Linked DNA regions of Bicyclus anynana: region 2 is linked to region 1. A link is a contact called in public Hi-C data. All regions are on one chromosome and are shown on one strand. The core of a region is the stretch at or near the end of the contact, and the rest is flanking DNA. Distances in the headings are between cores, read along the strand shown. Region 1 overlaps LOC112048640 (T-box transcription factor TBX3). Region 2 holds the start of LOC112048641 (adenosine deaminase 2-like).

Region 1 (7,136 bases), core at 2,539-5,038:
TATTATAATCCAAGTCATTTAGTCTTAAATAGAGCACTGAAAACTGTAGCATGAAACTGTCTTGAACACATGAAACTTTACTTTAATAACATGAATTGTAAAAAAATATTTCAGAAATGGATAGTGTGTTAGGTTGGAACTCGAGTTGGAGTTGCAAGTTGGTCCGTGTGTAGAGGCTGTACAGCGGGCATCGGCACCTGTGTCGGCGTACATGAAAGCGGCATCTCTTTGTGGGCAGGCGCTGCCGGCAAATATTTATTTTAATTTAGTGCCCGCCCGATCACTCGTTAATCGCTAATGGATTTGCTCCCGCGTCCGCGCACCTCGGCCAACGTGGAACGATTGTTTAAATTTAGAATTCGCTTTCGATTAAAAACTTGATTGTCAACAATGTTTTTTTCATACGATTATGGCAATGCCAAAGGATTATGATCTAATGATACGGGCAGAACGAGTATTTTTTTCTCGGAGCTTTCAGAATGAGGCGCCTTGTTCTGTTACTGCTGTAATTATAATTTTAATTCGATCTTACTGTAGCTTCATCATCGCTTTATGTAATACCTTAGATAAATCAAGTAAGATGCTGCTAATGTTGTAATCTTCCGTTATAGAAATAACAAAAACAAATCCTGTTATGTTAATGTTATTTTTTTCAAATTATTCTGATACTTTTCTAACGGCTTTTATTCTTTTCGTGGTGATTAGCTCAGATTTTTTTAAAATCATTTTTATAACTATATCTACGAGTACGTACCTTGTTTAAATTTAGAATCGATTAAAGAACTTGATTTTAAATAACCTGTTTTTCTCTTTTAACCAATTGGCTATGGTTTTCAAAACGCAGATTATTAAGATACTGCACAGATAACTTAAAAAAAGGTTGATTGAATTTATCAAATTCTTAACGGCGATTACTACGAATGATTGATTGACTGTAATATTGTACTGGTAGTTTTAGGTAGAATGAATTAATGTTGATGCAATTTTATTTTATCAATGAATCTATTTATGAATCAAAAGCGTTTTATCAAAACTGACAGACGTTCTTATTATTATTATCATAGCTTAATTTTTCACTTAACTGTTGTACAATAAATAATGTTATCTTTAATAACAAATTATTTCTTTTCTGTTATTTTATTATATGGCCCCCATGGGTAAAAGCCTACTCCATCCTTTTCCATATTTGTCCATATGCATCTAGTTTCTGCCTGCTGTTTTTTATTATATCATCGACCTATCTCTTCTTCTGTCTTCTTACATTTATTTTGCCATTTAGTTTTGTGGTAAGTCCATCTCTTTCTTTATATCTTGACATGAACTGACAGACGTAAGTAGGTGTATGGTGAATGTTAATTTTGTGTACTTTTTTATTACATATCTAGTTTATTGTTATTGATGGTGTAAATGGTTGAGAGAGTAGGTATTCAATTGTCTGTCTATATATTACTTTTCGAGCCAGTACCTACCTTTTCAAGAATTTTATTTTGAAAATATATTTGAGCTTTCTCTTGTAACAAACATTTTGAAGGAGTTATTAAGGGCATATTTCTCCCTTCATATTTTTGCCTAATGCTATTTTGCTACAAGGACCATCTATTTGCAATTAGTAAAAGGTATTTTGTCATTCAAATAAAGCTTAAAGTTACTAATTTTTTTATTGTCATTGAAAGAGCAGAGTCAAGTGACTATGATTATCTTTACATACATTTAAAACGTAAAAATCTTTATCTTAAGGCTAATTAAAGTTAGGAGGATATAAAACTTAATTCATAATGTCTTTGATTGCTCATCTGGTGCTTAAACCATAAGCCGTATAAGCCTATTATTAGGTACCTATTATGTTTGTCGTTTTTTTTTTTACTTTTATACGATTGCTTGATTTGTTTTCGTAGATATAATTGTATGATCTTATAATTTAATTTTAAATCAGTTTTGTCTAAACTTGACTATTCAACTTTCATGTTAAGTTACATCCAGCAGCGAGCAGTAGATACCTACAAATAACCAGTGCTTACCTTTACTATTTTAAAATTATAAATCTCCGTGTCAAACGCTGTAGATCACCGGTTGTATCACTCACCAGCAGGTGTAGCAACCGGGCTCTATTAAAAAAAAACATCACCACAGACATTTCTTCGTGCCCCCATGTTTGTCAACGCTTTTTGTGGTAAAAAGGGCATTAGTGAACCCTTTTGTTTGCCCCCGACTAAGACGGTTTGCGTGTCAACAGGCCCTGTCAATATTGACACATCGGCGGCTCCTATGGCCGACGTAATCTGGTTTGAAAAACAACCATGGAGAAAAAACGCCATAAGCTTTTTATTTTACACGTCCTAAACGGAGTAGGTTAAGAGATCAACTTCCATGGGAAGCGTTAACGACGCATTTAATGCGTTTTATTTACCTTTGCGTACGCATCTACCTATCCACTCTGTTTTCTCGTTGGTTTATTTTTTTTTAAATTTATTCACAGCCCTGGACTCTAGCCTTTTGAGTATTTAATTTTCGTTACCAAATGCGGAAGGATACCAACTTAATAAATAGTTTTATGAGCATAGATATGTCTAAATGTGTGTCTTTTCCTTTTGACTCCTAAATCTACAACACAATTTTATTTTGAATACTTACTCGTCTATAAAAAATCAAAACTAGGCAATTTCGGTCGGTTAGTAGCACATAGTATTTTTATATAGTTTTTCCTTTTTTATTAGGTAGGTGCAATGTAATACCTAAGTAGGTAGGTATGGCTCCTTTATCTGGACATGACTAAAAATACCCGTAAGAGGTTCTTTTATTTTTTATATTTATCCAGGATAAAGAATTAAAGCCTTACGTAAAATTAGAGATACTAGGTATCTATGTATTTAATCGTACGTATATTACAATTAACATGTAAAATTGGCTTGGGTCAGGCCACAAAGATTTTGTCAACCAAGTTATCTATGGCTAGACTAGCTGTTAGCGGATGCACAAAGCACAGGAAACATCTTCGAGTGTACAGATTCAGAAATAGAATAGCAAACGAGTTGGCGTTGGGTTCGTATTACAACGCGGATGCTACGGCAGGCTGCATCCGACTCAGGGACGGAACAACGGAATAAAAGCGATATTTGAATTCAATCGATAAGCGCCCGGACTTTGCCGAAATCCCGTCTTTCCTTCCAACAAAATTCCGAACATTTGCAATAAAAAACTTCTATAGACTCGAATCACGTCTCGATGCCGTTCTGCGAATTAAAATCACAAAAAGCAAGAAAGAGACGGTCGCGCACTCCCCGGGAGGGAACGAGCGACATAATGTGCAACATCGCCGCATCCACGCCCCTATAGGTATAAAATTCAAAATAAGATTTCAAAGGAAGTAAAAGGAAAAACAAACAGTCGCAGTGGGTTTCTCTAGTTTGTTAGAGCGAGATAAGTGCAGTTCGTTCGGCTCCGCCTTTATTGGTTAGTTAATATGACTTATGGCGCGTATGTTTACCGCGCGAATTAGCCATTTGGCGCGAACGTTCGGGCGACGCCCGTCGGCAGCGGAGTGCAGACGCTACGCGTTCAGGATCTCAACTGCAATCGCAGTCGAACGAGCGGAAACACATTCATTACAACTATTTTTAAAATGAAACTCACGTTCGTCTCCTCGTAGTCTACAAAACGGCGTCTAAAATCCCAACAACGCCCTATATTAACCACAAAAAAGAGATATTAATTATCTCTCAATATACTTAGAAAATATTAATAAGATAGATATGACGATATAAGAAACTTCATACTCAACTGATGAGATATCGTAAAGTAAAAAGAGAGCGAACATTATCAAGTATGCATACAACTAACGCCATCTAGAGACGAATAGCTCAAGTATCAAGTTCTTTTTACATTGTAAGCATATTTATTTCATTACAAAAAACTGTTATGAAATCCGATACGTCTATTCATCGTTCGGATAATTGCGAAATATTATTTTTATTATTTCTTTTCTCACTTAATTAAAATTACATTGAATTTATATCAGTAGAAAAACATCGAAAGAGACCAATATATGTGTCTAGTCACGTATCTACTTGGCCATTGCTAGCTGTTTGTGAAGATATATTTTTGTTGCCTTCTATTTATCTTACAACAAAGATATCTTGCAACTTTGTCCATCTAGGTAGGTAGGTATATGAGTTTTTGCAAGTTTAATGTTTTACCTTTATGTATAGGTAGTTTACTTACATTGGCTAATTTTAAACGAGATATTGCACATTTACAGAGAGTTAAAGTATAAAAAATTGCATTCAATTATTTTAGCTTTGATAGGTACCTAGGTAGGTAATGCATGATGTACCTAGGTATAGTTGTTTGTTTGTAGTGACTCTACTAGCAGTTCGTAAGGCCTATAGAGAGAGAGAGGAGCCAAGAAAGTCATTAGTAACTCTTTTAAAATATTTTCTTATTTTTTCCTGATTAGTTTGTAGACAAAAGAACGACACCTTGGCACTACCAATTACCAACTCTTACTCGAATTTTGGCATACTGTTTAGATATAAAAAATATTTTATGCTACCTAGTTGACCAATGAATAGAAAAATTGGTACCTTGTCTTAATAAATCTTGTTATAATAGGTATCTTTTGAGTAAGTCTTTCTGGACCGGATTTGGGTGCTAGACCCAGAAAATAATTATCTCACAGGAGATGTTCACATGTGCACGCGCAAACTTTTCACGCACATACCTACTGGTGCACTCTTTTCACGCACATATTTTTTTTTTAAATAATATTTGCTAATTTTTTTTAAATATGACCAATATTTCCATTCACCTCCAACTAGTCGGAAAAGACTGTGCTAAACCTATTGGTACGACAATAGACCAACGGGGTGAGGATTGAACCACCACCCCTCGGTGATGAGTCCGACCGCTCTTACCGTTGAGCTATTGAGGCTTATTATACATGATATTAATTGATGAATTATATACATTCGAGTATTAGTCAGGTACGATAGGATGATAGGTATTAATCCGACACGACCTGAGTGATCAAGGGAACTATAGTTAGATGCGGTTACCTCAATTGGCTTGATGAGTCTAGACTAGACAATGTAGGTAGGTACCTAAGCATTTAGGTACAAGTAAGTACCTACCGCCGAAATAACATATACGAGTAGGTAAAATTATCCTACCCAGGACTATTTCAGAGACCAAAATATTTTATTAAAAATGCAGGGTAAGACAATTATGCACAAAATAAAATTATAGAAACAGCCTAAGGTCTAGGTGTTCAAATGCACTCGACGATAACAGTTGTCTTCCTATCCGAAATTCTGATTATCGAAATGGTTGGCAGCGGTATTGTATTGCTTTACTAATTCGAGTAGAACTAGAAAAACTCCATGACTATCCCAAAAATTTTAATTGCATATTTAACACGTACCTAATTCTCGACGTCGAGTGTTATGATGTTCTCGTCTCGAATCGAAAATTGTCGATATTTTGTACGCGCAATCCGTTAAACGTAACGTCTCTATTAAGTCGAACGTTCAACAATTATTTTATTATCTGTGTCCGTGTCGAAACGGAACCGAACCGACTGGCGCCATCTCTCGCTTGTTAGCTGAACCCGACACTGTAGGGCGGGCCGTAAACAATGTTATCGATTGTCGATAACTAAAATTATACCTATTGTAATTTTTTAACTAAATAAAGAAATCCCGTCGCCTTACGATTTTAACATGATTTTTTTATTAATTAATTAAATAGTTACCTAATATATTTTTACTTTGTTTTCGTTGCTTTACTCAATATGTTTATAAGTATCCTGTCTATTATAATTAAATAATATCGACGAATTAAAATAGACTTGGAAAACAGATTTTTGAATTCTTAGTTGAATTGATATTATTAGTATCATATCATAGTACTAGACTTAATCAATTCTAAAAGAAACCTATCCTTAATCCTAAGTGCATACAAATTTACACATCCATACAAGCCTGATTAAGTTCGGTCGTGCTCTTTTAAGTGAATCACTTTCAGTCTGTTATCACAAGTCGGACGGTTTAGTCGATTATTTTTAATCGACAAGTGAAATCATCGTGAGACCACCGTGCATCCCCATTTACATATTAATTTGTTGTCCAACCATAAAATAAAGAAATTGGACGGACGAATAAAATACTCGTAATTAAGGCAGACTCACGGTCCACTAGGGTTGTCGGTATTCCAATTTTAAAATCTTGAATGTATAAATGTGAATTAGTTATATCGGCTGTTTTAGAAAATGAAATATAATTTTTCGTTATATTTTATTATGTTACGTTATCATTTATATCTTAATAAATAGGCATTAAGTTAGGTATCTAGGAATAATTTTGATTATTTTGAATTCAGGTTGAGTTTAGGACTTTCAGATTGGCGGTAAATCAATTACATACAACATTATCAAATCCTTCTTAATTTTAAAGCTACTACTATTTCCATATTCTTTATATAATTTTTGATTTGAACACTGTTATTACCTATATAAGTAAGTACATTAAATACCAATTTATAAAATTTTATTTAAGCAGAGACTGTAAAAACAAGCTCAAAATATTTCTAATGTTTTTAAAATCGGTTTCATAATTCTTGAGATTATTTCATTAAGACGCGACAACCCTATCATCTATTTTAATGTTATCGTTCTTGAAATGGACTCGTCTTAGAGAACCGCTTCGTTAGCTTTAAAGCGCGTTTTGTTTTGTATCACTCGATAGCTTTTTACACGTAATATTTGTATCTATAAACTTAACCTTACCCGTATGAGATTTTCTAGCGCTACAAGCCGTCACCATCTTGGCTAAAAAACTTCTTGTACGATAAGTATGGTGTTGACTAGTTCCGATCATGGCGATCAATCAATTGCGCCAGTTAAGAAATGTCGATAAGCAGGTTAAACAGTCGATCCCAGTGATTATAATAATCATCTTTCTCATTAGCCTATTTTAATGTCCTACTGATGGGACAACGCCTTGTATACGAGTACATATTATGATTTGCTCTATACCTATGTGTTGTAAGAAAACACTATTTTCAAAAATCCATTTTACAAATATCAAGGAACCTTCCATGGAAGTTTCCATAGACGCCATTTCGGTCCTCAAAATAACGAAAGG
Region 2 (6,342 bases), core at 1,859-4,358, 290 kb before region 1:
CTAGCCATTGCTGAAGTCTTCCACCAGCCAGACCTGGACCAATTAAGAAAACCTCAATCGGCTTAGCCATGGATCAAACCCAGGACCTCCGTCAAGTAAATCCACCGTGCATTCCACTGCGCCACGGAGGCCGTCAAAGATGGGTATGATAGGGACACACCGAGGAAGATTGCTGAGGGCATACAGTTACCTTAATCCGGCACTGGTCGGTCCAGTGGCTAGCCTATGTGGCTTTGGATTACGAGGTCCTAAGATCGACTCGTGGGTCGGTCTATGAAATACTGAGCTTTTTTATTATATATTTTTTTTCTAAGTCAGTAAAAATACTCATTTGGGAAATTGGTGATGTTACATTCCTGACCTGTGCCTTGAAGAGCACGTTAAACGGTCGGTCATAATATTAATAGGGATCGTTAAAGAGTATAGTAAGCCGTGATAGCCCAGTGGATATGACCTCTGCCTCCGATTTCGGGGGGTGTGGGTTTGAATCCGGTTCGAGGCATGCACCTCCAACTTTTCAGTTGTGTGCATTTTAAGAAATTAAATATCATCTGTCTCAAATGGTGAAGGAAAATCATCGTTAGGAAACCTACATACCTGAGAATTTTCTTAATTCTCTGCGTGTGTGAAGTCTGCCAATACGACTATTGCTATATTAGGACTATTGGCCTAACTCCTCTTATTCTGAGAGGAGATTCGAGCTCAGCAGTGAGCCGAATATGCGTTGATAATGAAGATAAAGTATAAGCCCGCTAATACTCCTAGGAGCTGGTTTGGTTTTTTGCGTTTTTTTTTGGTTTCTTAGTCGATTCTTGTACCTCCGGGATGCCTGGACCAACGAGACAATCACTTACATTTAACCTTATTTATGAATCTCTGCTGTTGGTAAAACCCATAGATATGATGATAATATGTTTGTGCCTAGATGTTGAGTCTACCGTGTCTAGAAAAAGATGAGGCAGTGCAGGACTTTGTTTTGTAATCATCATTATCAACCCAAATTTGGCTCAATGCTGAGCTCGAGTCTCCTCTCATTCTGAGCCGAATATACGTTGATAATGATGATAAAGTATAAGCCCGCTAATACTCTTAGGAGCTGCGTAGTGGGTCTAAGTTCCATATCCTTTCTTCCGTAAGGAGGGACACCTGACCCCATAATGATAGCAATAGTAACACATAGCGGTGGGAACTATTTTAGCGATGAAGAGGTAAAGGTACATATGCAGTTAGTAGTTAGATCCAAAAATAGTGTTTCAAAATACAAACGAAAACCTACAAGGTCACTAACATAAATAACAATAAGACTTGATTGGCCTTCTAACGACCTTCTATAGAAATCAGCAGGTCTAGGTGCACCAAAAACATTACGAAACTTAATAACTTTGTTTGTCATACCCAATTTCAAATGATTTTTTTTAACGAGACAGTTGTCTATATTTTAAACAGATACATAAGTTATTATCAAAACAATTGAATCATTATAATACGATCATAAATTACTCACAAAATTAAGTTAAGCGTTGTTTCTTCAAACCTATGTACAATATTCCATCACCCAAATATTCTAATAACATCCTCAATAAAAACATTCCATTTCCTATGTAAAAGTCTGTACATGTCTAATTTATTTTTATTATCTAACGAACTATATCTAATAGAGTTAATAACTAATTGTTTTAACATACGTAAATCTGCTTTTTTGCTGGCAACACCAACGAACGCGATGTAATAGTCAGTAGACAATGGATCCGCACCCCAAGCACCGGGATCGTCACTCGACAAAACAACCGGCATTCCGAGAGCCAAATACGTAGCCAGCGGATGATTACGTACGTCACAAACTAATGATAACACCACATTTGATACCACATTCACTTCTATCGCTATATCTCTGTTCCTCACTGCAGCCATAAGCGAAGGGTGTTTAATCAACGCGTATCCATGTCCTATCCTTTTGGACCCCAAAAGTATCGCGTCCACCAAATTCTCGTCCGATACAGTTCCAAACCAATTCGTTTCTCCACCGTGGAAATAAAAATTCAAATCTTCCATAGCATCCGACAGAACCGGGAGGAGATCTATTAACGGTTTTCCCAAATCCTCCTGGCCAACTAAATCGAAACCGGCAACCATTTCCGGTAGCTCCTGTTTAACTATCCGAGCTAAATTTATGGTGTTTCTGATTTGATCAATCCCTGCACTGCGTTGTTTTGTTACAATTAATTTGATGCCCACAAAATCTGGATAATCTTCTTTGAATTGTTTAGCTACTCTGTGATACAGTCGAGGCATATACACTTTGTCGTGTCGAGTGCCATTCAGTTCGTACAAAGCTTTCAATCCACTTCTCAGTTCGACATACATAACGTTGTCTTCGTAAAATTCTTTCAAAGCCTCGTACAAGAATTTCTCTGCTGCGGGCCGGTATTCTACCAAGCCTTTGATAACGTTCACCACTTTTTCAAACCTTTTCCACACGTAATTAATATCTCCCTCATAGTCTTTTTCTTTGTCAGAATACATTGTGAAGTGCGATTTTAGATTGTCATCGAACGCTTGAATGTTTTCGGTGTTGTTTCTCAATTCGCTGATCAGTTGCCATTTAAATGTACAAGGTTGTTGGGGGACGCGCTCGGAGAAGTGTAATTTTAAATCGCCGTCCGCGAAACATGCGTACAAATGGTCCAGGTACGTCAGTTCGAGCATTCGATCAGCGCTCAGTATTAACGAACTGTGGACATGAAGCGCGGCTCCTTTGGGCATTCTCCTGATGATTTGGTAAACTTTGGAATCGATGATATCATTTTTGTACGTGAAGTAGTGTCGCGAGAAATTGAAGTGATTTGGATTGTTGAAGGAGTCGTCGACTTCGTCGTGTTTGTAGCGCATCAGGATGTCGTTCGCTTTGTTTTCTTCGTCGGTAAGACGTATGTTACCTCCCACTTGCAGTTCGGACTCTTCTGCAAGTAGATTGGCTCTCTCCATTGCATAATCGGCCGCGCTCTTGGCCGTCACATCGTGTGCACTGAGCAGAAATAGTACACTCGCAATGATAACGGCCATGTTGTCGTATCAGCTTGATATCTCGGGTCACTGTGACACGGTCACCGTTTTGTGCGACTGAGCCGGCTGGGTGGATAGCGTTTATTTATATAGACCTTGAGTGTTAGCGACATTGGCGTTATTGTTTAATAACATCATAAAAACAAAAGCAAAATCATTTTCATATTAAATAAAAAAGTGAATACTATAGCTACCTTGGTAGGATTTTATTCGTCATCAACCCATATTCGGCTCACTGCTGAGCTCGAGTCTCCTCTCAGAATGAGAGGGATTAGGCCAATAGTCCACCACGCTGGCCCAATGCGGATTGGCAGACTTCACACACGCAGAGAATTAAGAAAATTCTCTGGTATGCAGGTTTCCTCACGATATTTTCCTTCACCGATTGAGACACGTGATATTTAATTTCTTAAAATGCACACAACTGAAAAGTCGGGGGTGCATGCCCCGGACCGGATTCGAACCCACACGCTCCGGAATCGGAGCTCGGCTAACACGGCTCTATCACGGATTTTATACTATAAACTTATTTATGTAGATTTTTATTAATTAGTAGGTAAATTTAAAAAAAGGTTTAATTTAATTGATACGACTTAAACCAGAAATATTGTAAAACTTACATTTGATTCTTTGGTTATTTCTAGATACAATTTAATTTTAAATTTTAAGTACAAAATTGTAAGTACCAACCTAGCACTAACAGACACCCGTGACTTCGTCCATGAATAGGTACATTTTTCCATTATTTATGTGAAATTTTCAGGATTCTTTGCGCCCGATAGATTGATAAAGTTGATAAGGTAGTAGATATAGGTACATCACCTTTTCAATCTATACTATAATTCATCATCATCATATCAGCCGATGGACGTCTACTGCAGGACATAGGCCTTTTGTAGAGACTTCCAAACATCACGATACTGAGCCACCTGCATCCAGCGAATCCCTGCGACTAGCTTGATGTCGTCAGTCCACCTGGTGGGGGGTCGGCCAACACTGCGCTTACTAGTGCGGGGTCGCCATTCCAGCACTTTGGGACCCCAACGTCCATCGGCTCTTCGAACTATGTGCCCCGCCCATTGCCACTTCAGCTTCGCAACTTGTTGAGCTACGTCGGTGACTTTGGTTCTCCTGCGGATCTCCCCATTTCTGATTCGATCACGCAGAGATACTCCTAACATAGCTCGTTCCATCGCCCGCTGTGTGACTCTGAGCCATCTTATGAGGCTCATAGTTAGCGACCAAGTCCCGGAACCAAAGGTCATCACAGGTCATACTATAATTATTAAGAGGTAAAGTTTGTGTAGGGGGTATAATCTCTGTATACTAAACCGATTTTGAAAATACTTTTATCACTAGGAAGCCACGTACGTGAGTGTCATAAACTATATTTTATTCTTACGGAAACGGAAACTACGCAGGTAGTTTGCGAAGTAACTAATAATAATAGGAAGTTACTCGTAGATGGCGGGAAATCGAATCCAAGACCTCACGGATTCGACACCGACTAGGTACCTATTTAGGTACTTACATGGATATCTTGTAATTTGGCATGATTAAGTATAATATTATTTACGTTTAGTAGTAAAAAGAAAATATTTAAAAAAAAATTGGGTTCCTTCCCTAAATGTCGTATCGCTATCGGCATTTTATGCATTATAAGGGTATTTCTGTTATACGGAACCCTACACTGCATTCACCCAACAAGCACTTGACCGCACGCGGTTGTTTGATATTTTTACGAGATATTATGAGAAAGCGCCATCTAGTAGAGACTGAGAGTACTACGTCGTACAATGGTTCGTGGCAAGCGCGTGCGCATGCGGCTTACCAAAGTTCAAAACCGAAATAATATACGGCGCTAGAGTGCAAGACAAAGCTTAAATTTTTATTAGCAATAGCAATTTTATTTGCAATATAGTTCAGTAAATAATATTATAGATATGGAAACAATAATTAATTAAATATTTTCAAACGTATTAACCACCTAGTACCTATTTGATATCCATAATATGAATAAACAAGTCTGCTATAAACCAGACGACTGAAGTAAAACTTCTATAGCTCTCTCTCAACGTCCGTTCACCTCGCCCGATTACACTTTTCGTAACCAGCTTAGGTACTCCCCAAGTTTCACTTCAAAAATAGGTACACTATTAAGTACATTACATAGGGATACCTTCCTACTTAAGTACATCTAAGGCTTCCCTATAGAAAAGGCAATTTAGAGCTTAGACCCACCATTCTGATTGTGATATTGTGATATTGATCTTGACCACTGAACGACGTGCTCTGCTAGGTACGAAGGTCTAAAACCACCAGTTTCTCTACTCCTGCTTATTACTGAGAATAATATTTCTAAGGAAGAATGATAAACTCATATTTTATATCCGTACCCAGGATTCGAACCTAGCTAACCTAAATTAATCACTGGAACAACGAGGACTATAGTACGCGCGTTAACAACTGAGTCTTAGGGCCATAAATCATTTCTCTATATCTATCTCGCTTGCACTTATGGGTCTTATGGAGCCGTCTAGTGAAGGGTGTAACAATGAAAGACATATTATCGATAAGTAAAGTTTATTATCGTATCTTGTTCACAAAATTAAAAAAATTAACAATATTTGATTTAATATAATACATATTTCATATTATATAATTATTAACTAAATAAAATTAATCTTCATCTGAGTCTTCATCATCAGAATCTTCGTCTTCTGCCAAATTTATTATAAGCGGCGCGTGATCTCTAATTAGAGCTTTTTGTAAATCTTTGTTTTGAAGTTCTTCGGCATGCCTAACACATTTGGCCCAGTCTTCTCGTGTGACATTTTCTATGGCTCGGTGGAGGTGATTTTCGACATCTGCTATCTTGAAGGTATTATTATTCTTCGCAACTTCTCCCTTTACTTGTGCCCAAATTAATTCTATTGGGTTATATTGACAGTGATATGGAGGGAGCCTTATTACTTCATGACCTCGTTCATTTGCCAGATGGTCTAAAGCGTAGACCTTCTGCGGGTTACTGGCTTTTACTTTTCTTATAACGTTTTTTACTTCTAAGCTTTATTAGTGCTACTCACAACTAGATGGCGCTACTAATATAATTTAGGCTGATATGTACATTATTTTAAAAATAAAAATTTTAAATAAAATCCTTTTGTTTTATTTTATTGCAAAATCATTGCACAAATTTCTAGCAGACGCTACAGGTTTTACCCGCGTGGTTCCCGTTCCCGTAGGAATACAGGGATAAAATTTATCCTACTTATAGCA

What was found. A called contact is a pair of places that touch in the nucleus more often than the background predicts.
Region 2: a contact with region 1 is called in a Hi-C map of whole body, with 3 times the contacts expected there. The contact joins the promoter of LOC112048641 here to the enhancer-like site in region 1. A contact is called at or near these places in 2 of 2 Hi-C or Micro-C datasets (whole body and whole larva).

Annotation. Positions count from the first base shown.
Region 1 is chr8:13,998,828-14,005,963 of ilBicAnyn1.1, reverse strand. The region is part of intron 5 of LOC112048640 (T-box transcription factor TBX3); the gene reads left to right. Among protein-coding and RNA genes, the nearest start is that of LOC112051554, 73 kb to the right of the region's middle. Within about 2 kb of position 3,788, at least 5 of the 8 cell types and tissues checked have open chromatin away from gene starts, as enhancers often do.
Region 2 is chr8:14,284,202-14,290,543 of ilBicAnyn1.1, reverse strand. LOC112048641 (adenosine deaminase 2-like) reads right to left here and starts at 3,108. Exons shown (of 1, transcript XM_024086269.2): 1 at 1-3,108. The coding sequence starts at 3,063. The coding sequence ends at 1,552.